Linked DNA regions of Mus musculus: regions 1, 2, 3, 4 and 6 are each linked to region 5. The links are chromatin contacts, called in public ChIA-PET and promoter capture Hi-C maps. All regions are on one chromosome and are shown on one strand. The core of a region is the stretch at or near the end of the contact, and the rest is flanking DNA. Distances in the headings are between cores, read along the strand shown.

The links. Promoter capture Hi-C pulls out the DNA fragments that hold promoters and counts their contacts. ChIA-PET counts read pairs in DNA pulled down with a chosen protein or histone mark.
Region 1: an RNA polymerase II ChIA-PET map of memory CD8 T cells shows a contact between it and region 5, with 78 read pairs. The contact joins the enhancer-like site here to the promoter of P4ha1 in region 5. A contact is called at or near these places in 9 of 39 promoter capture datasets (the 3T3-L1 cell line, 3T3-L1-derived adipocytes, the C10 cell line and 4 more), 5 of 115 datasets of contacts at active chromatin or transcription factors (embryonic limb bud, large pre-B cells, memory CD8 T cells and 2 more) and 3 of 9 other capture datasets (adipose tissue, embryonic stem cells and liver).
Region 2: an RNA polymerase II ChIA-PET map of memory CD8 T cells shows a contact between it and region 5, with 5 read pairs. The contact joins the enhancer-like site here to the promoter of P4ha1 in region 5. A contact is called at or near these places in 2 of 39 promoter capture datasets (both in hippocampal neurons), 1 of 484 Hi-C or Micro-C datasets (muscle stem cells) and 6 of 115 datasets of contacts at active chromatin or transcription factors (astrocytes, embryonic limb bud, embryonic stem cells and 3 more).
Region 3: a promoter capture Hi-C map of hippocampal neurons shows a contact between it and region 5, with 5 times the contacts expected there. The contact joins the enhancer-like site here to the promoter of P4ha1 in region 5. A contact is called at or near these places in 24 of 39 promoter capture datasets (the 3T3-L1 cell line, 3T3-L1-derived adipocytes, the C10 cell line and 12 more), 1 of 15 datasets of contacts at CTCF or cohesin (the NIH/3T3 cell line), 6 of 484 Hi-C or Micro-C datasets (B cells, the G1E-ER4 cell line, bone marrow-derived macrophages and 2 more), 22 of 115 datasets of contacts at active chromatin or transcription factors (the 230-238 cell line, the NIH/3T3 cell line, astrocytes and 15 more) and 3 of 9 other capture datasets (embryonic stem cells, liver and macrophages).
Region 4: a promoter capture Hi-C map of hematopoietic stem and progenitor cells shows a contact between it and region 5, with 13 times the contacts expected there. The contact joins the promoter of Dnajb12 here to the promoter of P4ha1 in region 5. A contact is called at or near these places in 25 of 39 promoter capture datasets (the 3T3-L1 cell line, 3T3-L1-derived adipocytes, the C10 cell line and 16 more), 2 of 15 datasets of contacts at CTCF or cohesin (CD8 T cells and the NIH/3T3 cell line), 16 of 484 Hi-C or Micro-C datasets (Th2 cells, bone marrow-derived macrophages, embryonic stem cells and 11 more), 46 of 115 datasets of contacts at active chromatin or transcription factors (the 230-238 cell line, CD4 T cells, CD8 T cells and 32 more) and 4 of 9 other capture datasets (adipose tissue, liver, macrophages and 1 more).
Region 6: a promoter capture Hi-C map of hippocampal neurons shows a contact between it and region 5, with 3 times the contacts expected there. The contact joins the promoter of Edar here to the promoter of P4ha1 in region 5. A contact is called at or near these places in 3 of 39 promoter capture datasets (cranial neural crest, hippocampal neurons and stem cell-derived epiblast-like cells) and 1 of 115 datasets of contacts at active chromatin or transcription factors (astrocytes).

Annotation. Positions count from the first base shown.
Region 1 is chr10:59,972,943-59,976,484 of GRCm38.p6, reverse strand. No RefSeq gene overlaps it. Among named protein-coding and RNA genes, the nearest start is that of Ddit4, 23 kb to the right of the region's middle. Within about 2 kb of position 1,569, at least 196 of the 459 cell types and tissues checked have an H3K27ac peak or open chromatin away from gene starts, as enhancers often do. A contact at or near this core is called in adipose tissue, embryonic limb bud, liver and 4 more, where this site is marked.
Region 2 is chr10:59,930,676-59,934,097 of GRCm38.p6, reverse strand. No RefSeq gene overlaps it. Among named protein-coding and RNA genes, the nearest start is that of Ddit4, 19 kb to the left of the region's middle. Within about 2 kb of position 1,312, at least 136 of the 459 cell types and tissues checked have an H3K27ac peak or open chromatin away from gene starts, as enhancers often do. A contact at or near this core is called in embryonic limb bud, hippocampal neurons and memory CD8 T cells, where this site is marked.
Region 3 is chr10:59,834,489-59,837,751 of GRCm38.p6, reverse strand. The region is part of intron 9 of Micu1 (mitochondrial calcium uptake 1); the gene reads right to left. Among named protein-coding and RNA genes, the nearest start is that of Gm23803, 18 kb to the right of the region's middle. Within about 2 kb of position 1,776, at least 13 of the 459 cell types and tissues checked have an H3K27ac peak or open chromatin away from gene starts, as enhancers often do. A contact at or near this core is called in cerebral cortex and hippocampal neurons, where this site is marked.
Region 4 is chr10:59,877,680-59,880,921 of GRCm38.p6, reverse strand. It overlaps Dnajb12 (DnaJ heat shock protein family (Hsp40) member B12), which reads right to left and starts at 1,339. Exons shown (of 9, transcript NM_019965.3): 1 at 1,112-1,339. The coding sequence starts at 1,244.
Region 5 is chr10:59,321,762-59,325,146 of GRCm38.p6, reverse strand. It overlaps P4ha1 (procollagen-proline, 2-oxoglutarate 4-dioxygenase (proline 4-hydroxylase), alpha 1 polypeptide), which reads right to left and starts at 1,851. Exons shown (of 15, transcript NM_001316371.1): 1 at 1,671-1,851.
Region 6 is chr10:58,673,848-58,677,042 of GRCm38.p6, reverse strand. Edar (ectodysplasin-A receptor) reads left to right here and starts at 1,347. Exons shown (of 12, transcript NM_010100.3): 1 at 1,347-1,587.

The sequences.
Region 1 (3,542 bases), core at 320-2,819, 650 kb before region 5:
CTAATACACATTGATTCCCAGGGGGAACCTCAGTGGAATCCAACTGTGTTATTGAGACCTTATGAAGAGGGGGGAAGATTTAATAATACACTACACTTGGGGCGTGTGTGTGTGTGTGTGTGTGTGTGTGTGTGTCCTTCTCTCCCCCAGGAGAAAATTCTCACAACAGCATCCTAAAACCTAGTTGAATCTCTTTACAGGACTGGAGTGAGGACCCACAGAGATTCACATGCAGGCCATAAAGAAGCCAGAAAGGAGCTGGGCGTGGTGGCACATGCCTTTAATCCCAGCACTCCGGAGGCAGAGGCAGGCAGATTTCTGTGTTCGAGGCCAGCCTGGTCTACAGAGTGAGTTCCAGGACAGCCAGGGCTACACAGAGAAACCCTGTCTTGAAAAACAACAACAACAACAACAACAAAAAGAAGCCAGAAATGGGGTGAGGGGGGACTAGAGAGATGGCTCAGCACGGAAGGGCAGGTACGGTTCTTGCAGAGCAATGGGTTGTTTTGGTTCCCAGCACTCACAGGGTGGCTCACAACCATTTGTAGCTCCAGTTTTAGTGGATCCAATATCCTCTTCTGACTTCCACTAGCACCGTATACAAACAGACACTTGGATAAACACTCATCACTCATACACATTATATATGTGTGTGTGTGTATGTGTTATATACATATATATATATATATGTATATTATATATAGTATAATATATATATAAAATATACACACACATAGGTTTTGTTGTGGTTTTTTGTTTTTTGTTTTTTTCCAGACAGGGTTTCTCTGTGTAGCCCTAGCTGTCATGGAACTCACTCTGTAGACCAGGCTGGCCTCAAACTCAGAGATCTGCCTACCTCTGCCTCTTGAGTACTGGGATTAAAGCCACCCCCATCTGGCTTAAAATGTATGTTTAACAGAAGCCAAAAATGGGACTTGGATGATATGGCTTAGCTTGTAGAGTGTTTGACTGGCATGCACAAGACCCTGGGCTCAGCCCCAAGCATGTACTAATAACTGCAGCACTCAGGATGGAAAGATGGAAAGGTAGGAAGGTCAAGTTTTCAAGGTCACCTTCAGCTATGTAACAAGTTCAAGGCCAGCCTCACAAAATGAAGAAGTAACAAGTGCAACCTGTCACAGCTCTGTTCCTGTCCTGTGGCGTACACACACACACACACACACACACACACACACACACACGCATGCACACGCACACACACGCGCACACACACCGGCACAGTTAGCAAGCACTTCTTTGGAGCTTGCTGGGCTCTCTTGTGTTCATCCTTGGGTCCAGAAGGCCAGTGCGTAGCCATATGTTTGAAGAAGTCACTAAGAAAACACCAGAATAAGTGGCAGAGGTTTCAGAGCTGTGCTTCTGTGACCCAACAAACTCACATAGCCAGCTGTTATGGCTCATGGCTGTCAGAACAGTGCTGGGGGAGACAGCGACACATCATTATCACCATGGGTTATAGCAGCTCGTCCAGGCCCCTAGAGACACTGCCTCAAAGAAGTGAACAGACACAGAGGCAAACAGTAAGACTGAACATAGCATCTGGGGGGTGAGGGACACCAGACCACAAACCAAGATAGCAGGCTGCAGGAAAGGAAGTTCACCTTGTCCTTCCCTGTCCCAGGCCTGCTGGTTTTGCAGACATTTGCTGTTCTTTTGGTGTTTTGTTTTTTCTTAATTCAGTAAAAATAGCACTATGGGACAACATATCATAGCATTTGTGGAAATAAAAACTAGGAACCACATCACAGGGTGTTCTGATGCAAACGTGGCCCCAGCTCCCCAGGGTGACCTATGCTGCAAAGGTGGCTGTCCTCACTGGTCTCAGGTGGGGCCTGGCCTTGGGGAGGAAGGGAGGAGGAGGCACAGAGCCATCAGCTGTTTCCCCTCACCAAAGCTAGAAGCGCGGCTTTGTCTGAGCCTGCCTCCTGCACTATAAAAAGTTTCCGCCACAAAGGTCCATTCAGGAAACCAAGGTTAGAGACCCTGGGCTTCCTGACTTGATTGCTCTCCTGGGGCCTGGGACCAGCTCAGAAGGGTGGGGTGTGTGGGCTTTGCAGGTTACAGGATGTGAAAGTGAGGACCGAGGTTAAGGGAGAGAATAAAAGGCCAAGAGTAGAACACACCCAGCAGAGGCCATGTGCGGTTCTCTTCTTCAGGGTTTCCTGTGGGTGAGCTGAGAACATTGTGTTCTGGCTCTGAACTTACCCTGCGGGGGCTGCTCCCCTCTCAGCCTCTGGGTCCTAGTGCCTGACCTCACAGGCCTTGGCTTCCCTACAGTGTTGTCTCTCCTACCTCTGGCTGCTATAGTGTGGTCCCCAGCCACCTCCATAGATTCTCCCAGGGTTCTTGGTGTCGCACATAACAAAACATCCTTGAAGTTCAGGAAATAACTAGCCAGCATCTCTATGTTTTCCTGTCTTCTGGATGCTGGGAGCTAATGTTAAACCATCATGGTAATGAACCTTTGACCGCCAAGTTCTCCAGAGATACTTGGGAATACAAGCCTTCTGAGTGGGGTGGTGTTTGTTTATTTGTGTATTTGATTTTTCTGCCACGGCAGTGCTTACAGATAGAATGCAAGGCCTTACCCGGCCTGCCAGTAGGTGCTTTCTTTCTCTCTCTCTTTTTTTTATTGCATCTAGTTAGTGTGTGTTTATGTGCACACCATTGGTGTGCATGGAGAGGACAGAGGACCACTGTGGGAGTCTCTTTTCTCTTTCCCACCATGGATTCCAGGGCTCCAGGGATGACTGTAGTCATCAGGTGTCCTCTGACAGTCTCCTTACTCCCGAGATGGAGTCTCTCTGTGTTGTGGGTGTGTCCCACTCCCCAATTCTAGGCTGCAGGTCAGCCTGCCCAGGGATGCCATTGCTTCTGGTCCACCTTACCAGCACTGCGGTGCACAGGACCACGCTTCACTTTCTTCCTGGATGCCAGGGATCTGAGCTCAGCAAGCGCCCTTCCCCACTGAGCCCATCTCCAGGCCCTAGTTAGTTGTAGCACTTTGTTTGTTTAGAGATTTTTTTTTAATTGCATGAATGTTTGACTTGTGTGTGTGTTTATTGATTTTTTTTTTTTTGACACCCAATTTCTCGTGCCCCTTGCTGACTCCAAATGGAGCATGAAGCTGAGGGGGACCTTGAACTTCTGATCCTCCCGCCTGCATTTTCCAAGTGCTGGGGGCACAGGTGTGTGCCAGCACGACTGCTCTGTGTGCTACTGGGGATTGAACTCAAGGCCTCCTGCATAGAAGGCAAAGTCTGCCAACTGAGCCCAACGCCCTACCCAGGCCCTTAAGGGCCTTACCACGCCACTACTTTACGAAGCATGCTTCCAGGACACAGACTTTAACCATAGCCAAGTCACAGCAGAGGCTCTGGGTTCAGAGAGGATTTTTGACCCTTCTCTTGGACCTGGAGAGATGGCTCAGCAGTTAAGAGCACTGGTTGCTCTTCCAGAGGATCTGGATTCAATTCCCAGCACCCACATGGCGGCTCACAACTCTGTAGCTCCAGAGCCGG
Region 2 (3,422 bases), core at 63-2,562, 610 kb before region 5:
CTCTCCTCTCCTCTCCTCTCCTCTCCTCTCCTCTCCTCTCCTCTCCTCTCCTCTCCTCTCCTCTCCTCTCCTCTCCTCTCCTCTCCTCTCCTCTCCTCTCCTCTCCACTTCTCTTCTTTTTTCCTTTTTCCTTTACTGGAGAAAGGAATGACTATTTGGCAAAAAGGTTGATCAGAACCTAGCACTGAGCCGGGCAGTGGTGGCGCACGCCTTTAATCCCAGCACTTGAGAGGCAAAGGCAGATGGATTTCTGAGTTCAAGGCCAGCCTGGTCTACAGAGTGAGTTCCAGGACAGCCAGGGCTACACAAAGAAACCCTGTTTCAAAACAAAAACAAAAACAAAAACAAACAAACAACCCCCCCTCCCCCAGCACTGAACCTTCCAGCCTGTGGCATGCTGAGGCCTCCTTGTTTACTAAGGAGAACCGGCCCCAGGAAGTGAGGCCCAAAGACCTCTGGGTGGAAGTTTCTTTGGTTTGGTTGAGGTCCAGGAAAGCATCCTTCCTGACTTTTGACCAGCACAGGCCACACCAAGAAGCCTGTGCGTGTTGGTGTTGGTGATGATGCTAATGATTGAGACAGGGCTTCTCTGTGTAGCCTTGGCTGTCCTGGAACTCGCTCTGTAGAGCAGTTTGGCTCCAAACTCAAACTCAGAGATCTACCTGCCTCTGTCTGCTGAGTATTGGAGTTAAGGGTGTGTGTCACCACTGCCCAGCAAAACAGGGTCTTATGTAGTCCAGGCTGACCACAAACTCTTTGTAGCCAAGGATGCCCTTGAGTTTCTGTTCTTTTCTTCATCTCTTGAGTGCTAGGGTTCGAATTTGGGCATTGGATTTGAATTCATAAATGTTAGACAAGCACACTCTACCAATGGAACTACCAAGTTGTTAATTACCTAACTAATTAATCGTGCTGGGGATGGGATCCAGGGTCACGAATGTGCTAGACAAGCATTCCACCAACAAGCTATACCCCTGGCCCTCGGAGTTAATCTTCATAATCCTTACTTCCCCCCTCCGTTTTGTGAGACAGCCTTCCTATGTGTTCCTAACTGTCCAGGAACTTGCTATGTAGGTGTGGACAGACTTGAACTTGTGGCAATCCTTCCCTTCTTGTGCCTCCCAAGTGCTGGGATTATAGACATGAGCCACTCATGTCCCACAAAAAAAATCAGCCTTAGTTACAGCTAAGGCAAGTGAAGTTCACAGAAAGGTCCTGTTCAATATCAAGTCCAGGGCTCACCCCAAGCAGCCTCTCCCACAGAGCACACGTATGGGCTGAAGGACAGCTTCAACTGTGCCCAGAAGCCTGGTGTCCCCTTTTTGATCTTTCACAAGGCTGAGCTACCAGTTCCTGTCGGTTAACCCCCCAGAGAGAGTCTGACGCAGTTTGACTAAAGGAAACCACCAGTCTTGGCACGAACTGCCCTTCCTGGCAGGCCGACTGAGGTCAGGGTGGGTGGAGCTGGGAATGGCATTTCTTATTCCTTTCCCCAGATACCCATGGACTACTGCCTGGGTATTGGGCTCACCTTGAGCCTCAGTGTCTTCGTCTGTACAATGGGGTGAAGGTTCCACTCCTCTATTGCTGGGTCCAGTTGAGAGAGTTAAAAAAACAAAAATTCTTTGAGCCAGGCAGTGGTGGTACATGCCTTTAATCTCCAGCATTCAGGAGGCAGAGGCAGGCGGATCTCTATGAGTTCAAGGTCAGCCTGGTCTATACAGAGAGTTCAGGGATACACAAGGGAAACCCTGTCTCAAAAAAACGAAACCAACCAACCAACCAACTCTCTCTCTCTCTCTCTCTCTCTCTCTCTCTCTCTCTCTCCCCCTCTCCCACACGCACACGCACACAAAACAAACAAAATAACATTCTTAGGCCAGGCGTGGTGGCACACACCTTTAATCCCAGCACTCGGGAGGCAGAGGCAGGCAGATTTCTGAGTTCGAGGCCAGCCTGGTCTAAAAAGTGAGTTCCAGGACAGCCAGGGCCATACAGAGAAACCCTGTCTTGAAAAACAAAACAAAACGTTCTTAGGATGTTTATTCTGAGGATTAAAATAAAGTAAGAGGTGTTGACTCCTCCTTCGCCCCTGAGAAACAGAGACAATAGGTCACTGTATGAAGTCATGAAACGACAAGGGGATAAGGATTCGAACCAGTCACCCAGGGTGGTAAAACCCTTATCATCAGCCCGGCATGCCTTTAATCCCATCACTTGGGAGGCAGAGGTAGGCTGATTTCTGAGTTCGAGGCCAGCCTGGTCTACAAAGTGAGTTCCAGGACAGCCAGGGCTACACAGAGAAACCCTGTCTCGAAAAATCAGAAGAAGAAGGAGGAGGAGGAGGAGGAGGAGGAGGAGGAGGAGGAGGAGGAGGAGGAGGAGGAGGAGGGGAGGAGAAGAAGGAGAAGGAGGAGGAGGAGGAGGAGGAGGAGGAGGAGGAGGAGGAGGAGGAGGAGAAGGAGAAGGAGAAGGAGAAGGAGAAGGAGAAGGAGAAGGAGAAGGAGAAGAAGAAGAAGAAGAAGAAGAAGAAGAAGAAGAAGAAGAAGAAGAAGAAGAAGAAGAAGAAGAAGAAGAAGAAGAAGAAGAAAGGCCCTTATCACCTTCCTTTACACTCCCTCCTCATCTGGCCTCGGACTCTCCAACCTTGCAACCACGGCCTCAGTATCCATCTGGATTGTCTAGAAGAAATCCACCCTCCTACCCACTCCCTGCACCCCGCTCAGCGTGGGAAGAGATGTCGCCCCCCCCAAGCTTCCCCCCACCCCTGCCCTCCCAGCTCCAGGGCCCTACTGACATCCACATATTACAGCTGGCTTGAGGGTGCAGACCCGCACCCAGCTTGGTCTCACGCACTGTTTTTGATTGGTTCCTTCTGGTGGCATAGACAAGGTGTCAACTTTAGTAGCCAATGAGAAAACGCTCAGGGAGATGTGGTTGCTACAGCAACAGAGAGCAAAATCCGGTTTCTTTCACTGGGCACAGAGCCTGCTCTTTCCAGGACCTGCCACACAGTGGTCATATGCTCTACAGTAGAAAGAATCGGGAGACCGAAGTTGGGGGATTCCTAAGACCCAAACCCTTGACAAACGCTGAGTGTGAATGAGCCTCCACGCCAAAACTGATGAGAGCAGGCTGTCTGGAGGAGGTACTCAGATTTCTAGGTCTTTCTCTTGGATCGGCTGAGGAAGATGTTGTACTCCTGGCCCCCAGGACCTGCCTGAATGGCACCTTCTGAAAATAGGATAGGTAAAGATGCTTGCCGCCAAATCTGACAAACACTCATTTCTGGAAGACCAGAGTCCTCCTACACGTTGTCCTCAGGCCTCCACGAGCAGCTTGGCAGCGGCCAGCTTCCCCTAATATATACACAACTGAATTGTTTCTCTTCCTTCCTTCCTTCCTTCCTTCCTTCCTTCCTT
Region 3 (3,263 bases), core at 527-3,026, 510 kb before region 5:
TGCACTTGTGACTCATTAGCGTGTGCATCCAAGGAGGGGTAGGGCGGGGCCGAGGCCAGAGGACAACCTTGCGGAGCCTGTTCTTGTCTTCCACCTTTGCGTGAGATCCTAGGTTCAAACTCAGGTCACCAGGTAAAGTAGTAAGGGCATTCACCCATTGAACCATCTCACTGGCCCTTGCAAGCTGTTTTCTGATTTCAGAAAGGGGTGTTCTTCAGGTTTGGAGAGTTGTGAACAAAGGCACTCAGTTAAACACTCATGGGGCACCTACCTCTACGTATCCAAAGGCATAACTTTTGCAGACCCTAATTCCAGGTCATTTTCTTGGCCTTGACTTGGGCTGCCCAGAGCTGGGGCTTACGGCTCATACGGTGCTACAGGGTGTTGGGTAATGGAAGCATTCCCTAGTATCCACCTTGTAGGTGAGTGTATCACTGGATTAGAAGCACAGGTTCCACAGATTCACTGTATCTGCACTGGATGTACACTGCCACCATCTTCCTTCTTCCGTCAACAGATCAGTGAAGAAGAAAGCAACACAAGCGTCCACCGAGGCATGAACCAACCAGTCACCAAGGCAAGGAAACCCATTCTGCCTCACTCCTTTCTACAGGCCGTGGTGGTACACATCTGTGTAAGGTGTGGTGGTACACATCTGTGTAAGGTGTGGTGGTACACATCTGTGTAAGCTGTGGTGGTACACATCTGCGTAAGGTGTGGTGGTACACATCTGCGTAAGCCGTGGTGGTACACATCTGTGTAAGCCGTGGTGGTACACATCTGTGTAAGGTGTGGTGGTACACATCTGTGTAAGGTGTGGTGGTACACATCTGTGTAAGGTGTGGTGGTACACATCTGTGTAAGGTGTGGTGGTATACATCTGTGTAAGGTGTGGTGGTACACATCTGTGTAAGGTGTGGTGGTACACATCTGTGTAAGCCGTGGTGGTACACATCTGTGTAAGGTGTGGTGGTACACATCTGTGTAAGCCGTGGTGGTACACATCTGTAGGCCTTACACTCGGGAGGCTGAGGCAGGAGAATTTTGAATTTGATGCTTGCCTGGGATGCTTGCCTGGGATGGTGAGACCTTGTTTAGAAAACAAAACAACAACAACAACAACAACCACAATTAAGGGGTGTATGGGGGGAGGTTTGTTGTTGTTGTTGTTACTTTCAAGGCTGGAGAGAAGGCTCAGTACTTAAGAGCACTGACTGCTCTTGCCAAGGACCCAGGTTTGGCTCTCAGCACCCACACAGTGGCTTACAACTGTAACTCCAGCTCTAGGGGATCTGATGGCCTCTCTGGCCTCCTCAGACAACAGGCACACAAATGGTGCATGAAATCAGCATGCAAGCAAAATGAGCATGCATAAAAATAAAAATAAATAAAATCTTAAAATACAACTTTAAGCAGGGTGTGGTGGCACATGCCTTTAATCTCAGCACTTGGGAGGCTCTGAGGCAGGTGGATCTTGGTGAGTTCTAGGCCAGCCAAGGCTACACAGTGAGACCCAGTTTCATAAAACCTCCAACATTTGTGCATTAAAAAATTGCACTAATTATTGTGTGTATGTGCATGTGCCACGGTGTGTGTGTGGAGGCCGGGGGATAGCTTTCAGGAATTGGTTCTCTTTCTCTTGTCTTGCTGAGGCCAGATCTCTCTTGTTTCTGTTGATCTGTATTTCAGCCTAGCTGCCCTGAGATATTCTGAGCAATTCCCCTGTCTCTGCCTCCCACCTCAGTGTCTAAGTGCTGGGAATGACAGATTTGTGCTATCACTGCTGGCTTTCCTTACGTGGGCTCCGGGGACTGAACGCAGATCATGATGCTTGTGCGACAGGCACTTTCATCTGCTGAGTATTCCTGCCTGCCTGCCTGCCCTACATTTGTATTCGTTTTATTTTGTAGGGCTGAGGAACGAAGATGGGGACTTGTACATGCTGGACGAGTGACCTAGCCCTGGGCTGCATCCTCAGCCTCAGCCTGGAAAGGGTTTGATGACTAAAGGCTGACTTAGGACTCATAAAACAGAGAGGATGTGGTAGAGAAAATGCTTTCTAGTTTGACAAAGGATCTATGATGTTTACTAATTTTTTTCTTTTCTTCCTGGTTTTTCTTTTTTTGTGAAACATCAAATACGACAGAGCGAGACCAGACTTCTGCTGCTGAGTTTCCTGAAGGACAGAGTTGTGGAGGAGGACAAGCTGCATCTTATTCAACATGATTTAGACAAACAGTGGGACACAAATCACCCGGTGACACTGCTGAATCTAATATATAAGGCTGTCTTTAGTGTACAGACGCAATAAACAATATTTATTGAGCACTTACTTATCAGTTAGCTCTCTGCCAAGAACAGCAAGAGAAATCAAACAACACTGGACATAGGCTTTGAGGTTATGGGGCTTGTAATTTACATAGGCCACCGCAGCCGCCTCCTCCTCCTTTTTTTTTTTTCCCCCCAAGACAGGGTTTCTCTGTGTAGCCCTGGCTGTCCTGAAACTCACTTTGTAGACCAGGTTGGCCTTGAACTCAGAAATCCGCCTGCCTCTGCCTCCCAAGTGCTGGGATTAAAGGCATGCACCACCACTGCCCTGCTACATTGGCTTTTTTCTTTTTTTTTTTAAAGACTTATTTATTTTTATTTATACAAGTACACTGTAGCTGTCTTTAGACACACCAGAAGAGGGCATCAGATCCTATTACAGATGTGGTATAAAAGCCACCATGTGGTTGCTGGGAATTGAACTCAGGACCTTTGGAAGAGCAGTCAGTGCTCTTAACCGCTGAGCCACCTCTCCAGCCCTACATTGGCCTTCTTAAAGGAGCGATAACAACAACCACAAAACTCTTCAGTAACTGCTTTGCGTGTGTGCATACACGCGTGTGCGTGGGCACACATGCACATACACACACACCAGTGAATCCTAATTGACATGAGAGTCATTGTCTCAAAAATATGTAAAGAGGGATAGAACAAGAAAGACACTTGGTGTTGAATTTTACTCCATATATACTTGCTAGGTCATGCATGCGTGTGCACACACATACATGTACCAAAAGAAGACTACACCATGAGCTTTGTGGATGTAAAGTAGAAGCTCGGGGCTACGCTTACTGTGAGCTGAGTTGTTCAGACAGGAAGACTAAAGCTCACATACGATCCATTGGCTGTGAATGGAACTGGTGTCACAGCAGCTAGGAGTGCCCCCCCCCCCCCCCCGAGCTTGGTGGCAGTGGCGTCTTCTGGATACTCTTTGG
Region 4 (3,242 bases), core at 90-2,589, 560 kb before region 5:
CAGGGTTTTCCACTTTCTAGCTGTGTCACATCCTAAGACGCTTATCGATGAGTTAGTTCCTCATCTTGAGAAGATAGAAGGGTGGTGTTCTGTCTTCCTGACTTTACAGGATCAGGTGGCAAAACACACGAGAAAGAACTTTCTACACAGAAAAGCACTATGGGTATTCTTGTTTATATACATTATCTGTTCCAACTTCCTGAACTTCCAGATGGGGAAACCCAAGCTCACGATGAGATGTGGGTCTCTTAATTCTGAAAGTCTGCTACATGTCAGAGAGTTTACTAACTCCACAGAAACAAATCCTGTGTCTTTCTCCTTCCCAGCTGGTATTAAAATTTTCTTTGGTCACTTCGGTTACAAACGCAAAAATGAGGGGGAGGTTACCAGGTAAAGTGAGACGATTGGGTAGCGAAGACAAGATCACTATTCCCTCCCTGGGTTGGGAGGTCTCAGACCTAGGCTATTAGCTACCTGGAGCTCAGCAGCCGTAGCAGTCCATAAGACCCGCCACCCGGGCTTGCTGAGGAAGAAGGTGGGATAGGGTGGCTGACACTGGGATCTTCAACAATCCATCCACTCCGAAACACCGCTTTCAAGAGACTGCAGGAAGGACTGCGAGTTGGAATGTCTTATTTCGCTAAGGGTTCTCTGATTGGAGCGAATGAATTCCTTCCCTCTCTAGAACCCATTCTCCCTTAGAATAGTTATGTTTATTTTCCTGAACTATAATATTTCCCAGGCCGGCCAGTGGCCCTGAGCCACCGAACAGCCCTCTGGGAGAAGTAGTTCGCTTTCGCGTCCACAAGAGTCCTCTTCACCGGGTCTCCCAGCGCGTCTCCTTCCCAGAAACCTCACATTCCAGAGGCCTCCACAAGCACTGGGAAGGGGTTGGGAGCCGGGCCCTCGGGGGTCTCCAGGGGGCCAGCATCCTAGAGACCGCGGCACCGCTGGACTACGAATCCCAGCAGCACCCGCGCGCGCCAGTGCGCAGGCGTAGCCGCGCCTCGCCACCCCTCCCCCCTCCGCCAACTGCTCCCGTCGGTCCGTTCCCGTGGTCCCCCGATCCGTGCTAATGCCCCCTTCGGTCCCTGCGGCGCCTCCCACTCACCGCTGACTCGTGGCGTCGGGTAGAGCCGCTGCGCCTTCTCCAGGAAGCGCAGCGCCCGCTCGGGCTGGTTGCTTTGGATGGCCTTGAGGGCGATGCTGATACAGCGCTCGGCTTCATCCTTGTTGGATTCCATGGCGGAACCCGAGCACGGAACCAGGGAGGGGGAGGCCGGGCGAGCGAAGGGCTGCGCCAGCCGCCGGCGCGTCGCGGGGCAGGCCGGCGCGGAAGGATGACATAACCCTCCGCCCCTCCTTCCCGGGATTTGAGTGAGGGTTGAACCCGGGCGGAAGCCCTACCGTATGTCTCCTAAGAAAGGGGCGTTCGGTTCGGAGGCGCTAGAACGCGCGGGCGCTCTAGAGCGCAAATGCTGAAGTTGAGTGTGCGCGCACGTTCGGGTGGTAGCCTCTGCGTTCCAGTCCGACTATCTGTGAATCGTACAGATGTTTACCGATTGTCAGACGCTGCTGTCTGATGTGGCAGTGGTATCAAAACAAAACCGTGTCCTCACAGAGCTTTCGTGGGTGGGGAGAAGTCAAGTAAACGGAAACATTCAGATAGTGACACAGTCAAGGCAAATATCGAAAAGTAGAGGGATGGAAGGGAGGGCTACCATTTAAGATAGCTTAATATATCAGAAACTCATTTTACAGGCTCTGAACTCTAAAGAAACAGGAACATGTGATTGGAGGAAGGGTGGTTCGACTGGAGGAAATAACAGATGGAAAGGCTCCGCATAAGGATTTTCGTTGTGAGTTATTGCGGGGATTAAGGAGGAGTTTACAGGAGTCACTACAGAGTCACACCAGTCAGGATGCAGCTCAGCCTACCTCCCACTTAAGTGACAGCAACTTAGTGAAGGTTGCCAATGACTTCCACTAGGCTAAATCTCCTGGCTATTTCTTAGCCCTTGCACTATGGTCTTTCACAAGAAACTACAATAAACCAAATGAATGTTAAAGGGTGCAATGCGATGGTGGTGTAAGCCTTCAATCCCAGCCCTTGGGAAGCAGAAGGACTCTGAGTTCAAGGCCAACCTGGTCTACAAAGTGAGTTCCAGGACAGCCAAAGGTACAAAGAGAAACTCTGTCTCGAGAAACAGACACAAACAAAAGTTAAAGAGCAGCTGTTATAATCAAGTGAGACTCGGTGAATATATATTCATCGAGTTGCAGATACACACACATATACATATATATAAAGCATAAATATATAACATAAACATATAAAACATATAAACACACACACACACACACACACAACTAGAAAAGATCATCCGAGTGAGATAATCCACACTCAGAAAAACAAACATGGTATCTCACTTATAAGTAGATTATAGCCATAGATAGAGTACAGGATAACCATTCTACAATCCACAGACCCAAAGAAGCTAAGTAACAAAAAGAGCCCAGGAAAGGATGTTTGAATCTCACTGAGAAGAGGAAATGAAATAGTCACAGGGGTAGAGGGAGGGATGGAGCAGGGTTGGAAAGGAGGTGGGCAGGGGAAGAGGAGGGGTGAGTGTTGGGAGAACTGCCATGGAGACTTAGCTGGGTCGGAACTCCCTCTGAGAAGTTTGAATATTAGATGTTTGATATAGGGAGGATGTATTGGCGATGGGAATGGCAATCGGGATTGTGCAACCATACGGTGTAGGGAAGACGGAGGGAGGGCTGACGGTGGAGACCATGCTTAGAAGGTGTAAAACCCTGGCTTTAATTCCCCAGCAATGCCCCTTTCCACCAAGACAAAAATAACAGAACAAGAAGCTTGAGCAGAATCCTAATTTTGAAAATTATCAACGGATGTGAATTTTTTTAAATGTACGAATGCCCTCTCTGCATGTACACCTGCATGTCAGAAGAGGGCATTAGATCCCTTCATAGATGGTCGTGAACCACCGTGTAGTTGCTGGATATTGAACTCTGGAAGAGCAGCTAGTGCTCTTAACTGCTGAGCCGTCTTACCAGTCACGAATGCTTTTAAAGCAAACCATGGGATTAGATACACCAAGATGTAAGTGCGGAGCAGAGGGGAGCTGGATTACAGAGCCCTCCATTACTCAGAGGGTCGGAGGGAGAGGGGCTTGAGGAGAGGAGAGTACACTGAAGTGTGGTGTGAAGGAAGAAATATG
Region 5 (3,385 bases), core at 602-3,101:
TTTTAAAGTAAGGAACAAAAATCTATGCTTCCTACAAAAGGAAAAGATAAAGCTTCTAATTCATATTTAAGGTTCTGAAATGACACTGACGGTCTAAAGTTAAAGAAAATCAGTGGCTGAAGAAAAAAAAGAAAGAAATCACGACTATTCCTATTTCAAATCAAGATAAAAATATTCAGAGCGTGTTCACTTTCAGCTTCTACTTCCTGCTTAAAAATCTCTTTTCTCCCTAGAAATAATCAAAATAACCCTTTTGTGTCTTTTTAAAGTTTAATTTCCAATGTTCCTGCTACGCAGGAGTAATTTTTTTATGCGATTATTTTAGGAAAAGACTAAGTTCCATTCATAAGCTTCATCTAAACCTGAGAAGGGAAACGAGGTTTTTTTTTTCCCCCTCAACCTTAAAAAAAAAAAAGTTGATGAAAGAACAGCGTTGCCACGTCTCCCCCCTCCCCCACTCACGTAGTGGCTATTCCATCCCTCCAGAGTGCATTCCAAGGAAAAAGTCCAAGAGCCATGGCTCTCGAGTTAAGTCGAACCTGGCAGGTTCCTTTTAATTAAAAAAAAAAAAAAAATCATTTCCTAAAAGAGAACCCAGGAGCTTGTCTATCCCTTTCTGTGGAGGCTCTTCCCTATAAACCACGGTGCAATACCCCAAGAGTCCTCATTTTGGATGGTCAGCTGAAGATGTTAAGTCCGAAAGCCTGCCTTTGTACCAAATTCCCACTCTCTAGGAGAAACAACCTCGTATTTAACCGTACCATCCTTCCCCACACTGAACATCCATCTGGGGTCAATCACAAAATTCAGTTTAAAAGTCTCACACAACCATAGAAGGTTTGGCCAAAATGGACTGACTTGTTGACCCTGCAAGAGGAGGGGAGCGTGAAAGACGAAAAGGGAAAGGGGATCATCAGGGTGAGCTGAACCAGAGGAGGTGGGCAAGATTGGAAACCAGGAGGAAAGAAGGAGCAGAGGGAGAGAGAAATACAGAGACAGACGCGTGTGTCCTTAAGTGATTCACTGGGATGAAGAGGAAGGAAGAAGCCAGCTTCCCCAACTGTGAATGACAGCAACTTCTCAGCTAAACTCGGCGCCCCGGGCTATGTCTACTTGCTGAGACAACGCCGAGAAGCGCAACAGACAAGTTCAGTCCTAACTTCTGAGTAGGTCCCACTTCCCAGCTTTACTTTCCAAAAGTGAAAAGGAAAAAGAGAAGAAGAGCGATCGAAACGGAGAGACTCAGCCCCCGGCTGCAAGCGCTGCCTGCTTTCTCCACTGCCACATGCTAACCATCTGCGGCTCGGGCGGCCCAGACCCCCGCCCGTCCGCCCTCGCCTTCCCCCGGCTTAGTGGGGCGGACGAGGTACCGCTGCACAAGTCATCAGGGAGGCTGGCTGCCCGGGATGGAACATTCAAGAAGGTCCTAGTGCTGGGGCGGGGCGCAAGCCGCTGCTGCCGCTCCGGCCAGAGGCAGGACGGGGGTGGGGGGACGGCGAGGGAAGCTGGGAGAGCGCCGGGGCGGCCTGACTTCGGGGGTGCGGGGCCGGGTCCTCTCGGGGAGACCCGGGGGCGGCTGTGAGAAGGGCTGAGCCCCACTCCAGAGCGAAGGGACCCCGGCTGCCCGCGGGGACCCCGCATCCGTCTCCAAGATCGGAGGAGCGCCTCACCTGGATAGCGGGCCGGGAGGAAGGCGACAGCTCGGCTCGGGTCAGTCCTGTCGCCTGCAGTCCCCGCTAGCTAGCTCCCTGCCGCCCTCAGCCTGCTGGCAGTGCGACTGGGCAGTAGAGGGAGCCAGGCGTCCCTTTTATATTCCCCTGCCGCGCCGGCGCGCCGGAGAGGGGGCGGCCGCAGCCCTCGCTACGTGCGCTCTGTCACACCAGCTCCCGCGCCACTGCGCAGGCGCTTGCGGCGAGCCTCCCACCCACCCGGGAGTCGCCCAGGCCCGGGGTGTTCCAAGCCTAGGCTGGCCCACGCGAGGACGCAGTGCGCCTGCGCAGAGCTCCTGCCACGCCACCGTTCCCGTGGTTACCATGGGGCTTCCACCACCACCCCCGCCCGGGTTCCTGTAGGATTTAGCGCCTTCATTTCAGGGTCAGCGGCGGGTCTCAGAGCCATCGAAGCCATCAGGAAGGACAGTTGTGCAAAATTAGGAGAAGTTTATAAGAATTTAGGAAATAAAGTGGAGGTGTGGAGTGGGAAACAAGACGGTGTATCCGGGGTGACTGTCGGGGCTGGCTTGGCCCACAGGGGTTTTTGCTTTAATAAGCGTCTTTTTTACACTTTTGAACACGAGGATTTCGCTTAATCTCCCACCCGCATACTTTATGGGTGAATAATAGATGACAATTGAGTGTCATCTGAGGTTAAATCCTAACCCACTCTGTATAAAGTTAGATTTTAACTTCCCTGTATCTTGGGTGCTACATCTGCAAAGAAGGAATACAATATTATCTGTTCCCTAGGCCCTAGGCTTGCTGTGAGAAACAATGAGACAATGAATGAAAAAGCACTTACTTAGCACATGCCTAGGATTCAGGAAGAGCATGGAAACATATAATGGGGCTGGGGAGGGGGTGTACCAGGATGTTGGGTTTTGAGCATTTACCTAACATGGAAAAAAAAGGCCTTAGACTTTATTACCTAGCCTCAAACAAACCAGCACAGAAACAAGCATCAACAACAGTAAGTCTGGAGATGTGGCACACACAGCTAAGATTTCAGTTCCCAGCACCGTGCTGGGTGGTGGCTCACAACATCCTGAAACCCCAGGTCGGGCAGATCAACAACTCTGGGCTTCCAAGAACACCGGTATTTAACCACACAAGACACATACGTATAGTTAAAATGAATAAAATTAAATCTTTAAAAAAATACTACTGAGCACACTATATAAGGCACGAACTGTGTTTGAGTTTAGTCTTGATCTAAAAGAAGAGAACCTTAGTTACTGGCAATAAGGACAATGCCAGAGATAATTTACTTCCTGTCAGGGAAAGAAAGACTTTTCTAACATTTGTTACTCGTTTAAAACTGTAAAGTTTTCCTTGCTTGCTAAAGTATGGAACTGATTGGCACTTATCTGGGACAGAGAGACAAAGAGCTTCAGGCGTCTGAAAGCAATGGTTTCTAAAAGTGTGGCTCTGTGGGTCTAGTCAGGAGCAGTAGAGCCAAAAATGTTTTTGTAGGACGATTTCGATTCTTTTGCTATAATGACAACACAGTTGGATTTTCCAGAGACTTCTGCTCCTTTGTCATGGTTTAAGTGTGAGGCATATCCCAACCAGGCCACTAGTAAGAGAATTTACAGAAGAAAAACAAAAAAAGCAAAAAACCACACAGCCACCCCACTAATACTCTTAAGATGTTTTTATTAAAAATGTTT
Region 6 (3,195 bases), core at 98-2,597, 650 kb after region 5:
TGCTTTCCCACAGCAATAATCATTAAGTTCAGGATCCTCGGCCTAAGCCTGTACTCTGCCATCTGTCTCTCTACTGAGAGTCCTGCTTTCTCCAGTGTATCTAAGGCAGAGGGAACAGGACGGGAGCAGAGTATATAGAAGGCTCCACTCCTAGGCTGGCTTGCCAGCAATTGCCTTTAGTCCCAGCTCCTGGGAAGCAGAGGCAGGTAGGTCTATGCGAGTTAGAGACCAGCCTGGTCTACAAACCAAGTTCCAGGATCACTAAGGCTGTTACACAGAGAAACCCTGTTTCCAAAAAAACAAAGAGGTGGAGGAGGAGGCGGGAGATGAAGAAAAGAGGTAAGGAAGAGGAGGAGGAAGAAGAGAAGGAAGATGAGGAGAAAGAAGGAAGAAGGAGAAAGAGAAGGAAGGAGGAGGAAGAAGAAAGAAAATAAGGAGGAAGAGGAGGAGGAGAAGCAGAAGAAGGAGGAGGAAGAGAAGGAGGAGGAAGAGAACAACAACAACAACCTGTTGTTTCCACTCCTTACTGTGGCGGGGGACCATGAGGTTGAGGGAGAAAGGAATGAGGCTGTTACATTCTTTTAAGGCTGGGTGTTTTCCAGATAACTTATTTTTTGAAAGAGAATTGATCAATACCAAAAGGTTTGCATTTAACGTTTCCTTGCTATCAAATCACATGGGGTATATGAGGTTATCGGAGCATATATAGTTATCTGGAAATGTAAAGGATACATAGGGCTATCAAGAGTTCTGTGAGGTATGTGCACGTCTCTGGAGTGGTAGAGTCTGTATTTATATGAGGCACATACTGTAGTTACAAGAGTTAGATATGTTTATCTGAACTTGTCTGGAGCCTATATTGAGTTACCTGGAATGACATGGAGAGAAGATGTTGAGGAGAAAATGGTGACTCAAATCTGTGGTGAGCAGGAGAGAGATTGGAAATATGTACAAGTGTATTCCAGGCTGCATGAAGGAGCGTGAATGGATACAGCAGTATTCATCATACCTATAACCATCTTGTGGGGAAGGGGGCTGTGCTTAAGTTCTGATTAATGATAACTTAATGCAAATTTCATCTTTCATTATTCTTGTGCCCAAAGGCCCAACTTGCTTTGATAGAAGCAAGACCCCCACGCACTCCAAAAGGAAAAACCTCAATGCTTTTTACACATTCCAGCTTGTCCCTTAAGGGGCAGGAAGTCCTGTGGAGCCAGGTGCACTCAGCGGCAGAGCCTGAGGCTGTGCCCAGGCTCCTGCACTGCCGATGCCTGGCGCGGCCTCTAGGTGGCGCGGGTGGGTTTGAAGCGAGGGGCCTCCTCTCCGCTCGACTGTTTGTAAACTCGCAGTCCAGACCGGGAACAGTCAAGAGCGAGTTCCCGGGAGCCCTTCAAAATAGAAAGTTAGTTGCGCTGGCAGCAGAGGTGTGCCTGGCCGCTGTCACCCGGCTGGCCCCAGGATTGTGGAGCTCTGCTTTTGAGAGGACACCGACGGACGCCTGTGAAGCCTGCCCCCCATCCCTTACCTGCTCGCCTTCTCCGTAGACCCATCTTCTGCTGGGAAAAGCTAACCTCATTCGGGTACCAGGTAAACCTTGGTTCTTTCACTTCTGGTTTTCCGTATTCTTCAACTGTGGACGAAACCGAGGTGTCCTTGGCTAGGAAGGATCTCGGGTACATTTTTGAAATGCATGTCATTTTTGGGTTGCGTTTGGACAAGCGTTACTGATTACTTGTGTGTCTGTCTGTGCTACAAGTTCACAGGCTTGAGGTTGTTTCTTTGTTTTGAAGAAAATATCAGAAAACTCATTCCGCTGTTGAGTGCGCTTTGGTTAGAGTGCCAAACTGTGCGTCACAGACAGTACTTGTGCTACTAAAACACGTGTTGCCATCTGGGGAGAGGACCGGAGTTTCTCCAACTCGCTCACAGAAGAAGGCAAGAGGCACCTGGGACTTTAGTGGCATTCGTCACCTGCCTCTACCCAGAGTAGCTCATTGTCTTAAGAGGCCATTCAGGCAGGCTTCCAATCAAGTCTGAGACCCAATGCCATAGTCCTATGTTGTCGGAGAAGAGGAAGAGAGTGTGTTAGATAGGTCTTTGTGACACTTGAGGTTTTCATTTCTAGCCAAAGGTTCCTTTAGTGTTCCGAGGCATCTGGGGTAGAAGGGCCTCATGCAGAGAGTAGAGTTGGATTTTTCAGCCTTTGCGGTAAGAAACTCCTGCAAGGCAAAATGTGTGATCTCAGGGCAGATGGGGCAGCAGGTGAGGTCACTGCTGGAGTATCCACATCACCAGGGGACAGCTAAAGCAAGAGAGGTGACAAGGGCCAAAGACCTGGTCAGTCAGGTTGCTAGACAGTCAGTGGGAAACAGTCCCCCTTTTCAAGACTGAAATCATAGTTGAGAGAGAGAGAGAGGTGGTGGAGTGTGGCAGGGCCAACTTCTTCTTTACTTCTTCTGGGGCCCCTACCTTGCTGTTTTGAAGTGGCACCTGGGTACACCTTCAAATGCAGAGTGAAACTGAGGTTTGTTCAAAGTATCAAAGAGTCAAGAGGGCATAAAAGGACAGAGAAGTCCCGATGTACAACAGACATTCTAGGTCATGATCGCTTAAAACCTTTAAAGATATGTTTTGAGAGAGTGGCTTACGAGGACTTAACGTTAGGAAGTGTCCCAAGAGACCGCCCCCACATAAGCACCCTCCCTGGAGATGACAGCAGGATGAGGGGGGTCTCCTCTCAGCATTCATTCCTCTGTCCACTTATGATGCTGTTGTTGGAGGCTGTCCTAGGTTGCATTCTTTGGGAGGAAAAACTAAACAGAAACTTACTGAAGTAATATGCCTACTCTCTGCTCACTGTCTGTCTGTCCTCTCTGGTCACTGTCTGTCTGTCCTCTCTGGTCACTGTCTGTCTGTTCCGTTGTTTGGGGCTTGCTGTCATTGTCTCGTTTTGGTGTCTGCTGAAAAGATGTATAGAGGATCCCCCAGAGATTCTTTATAATGCTGTACAAATGATTGACAGTTGTACAATTCAATAGAAATTGTACTTCGAGTTTTGAATTTGAATCTTATCCCTGGCCGGTGATTCGCTTGTTTCTGGATGCTGGCCAGCAGCGGGGACCAGCTATAGTTCTCCAGAGTAGGTAGGGAAGGGTGACAGTTGACCGTCTGCAGTGTGCTGTGCTGCCCAGCCAT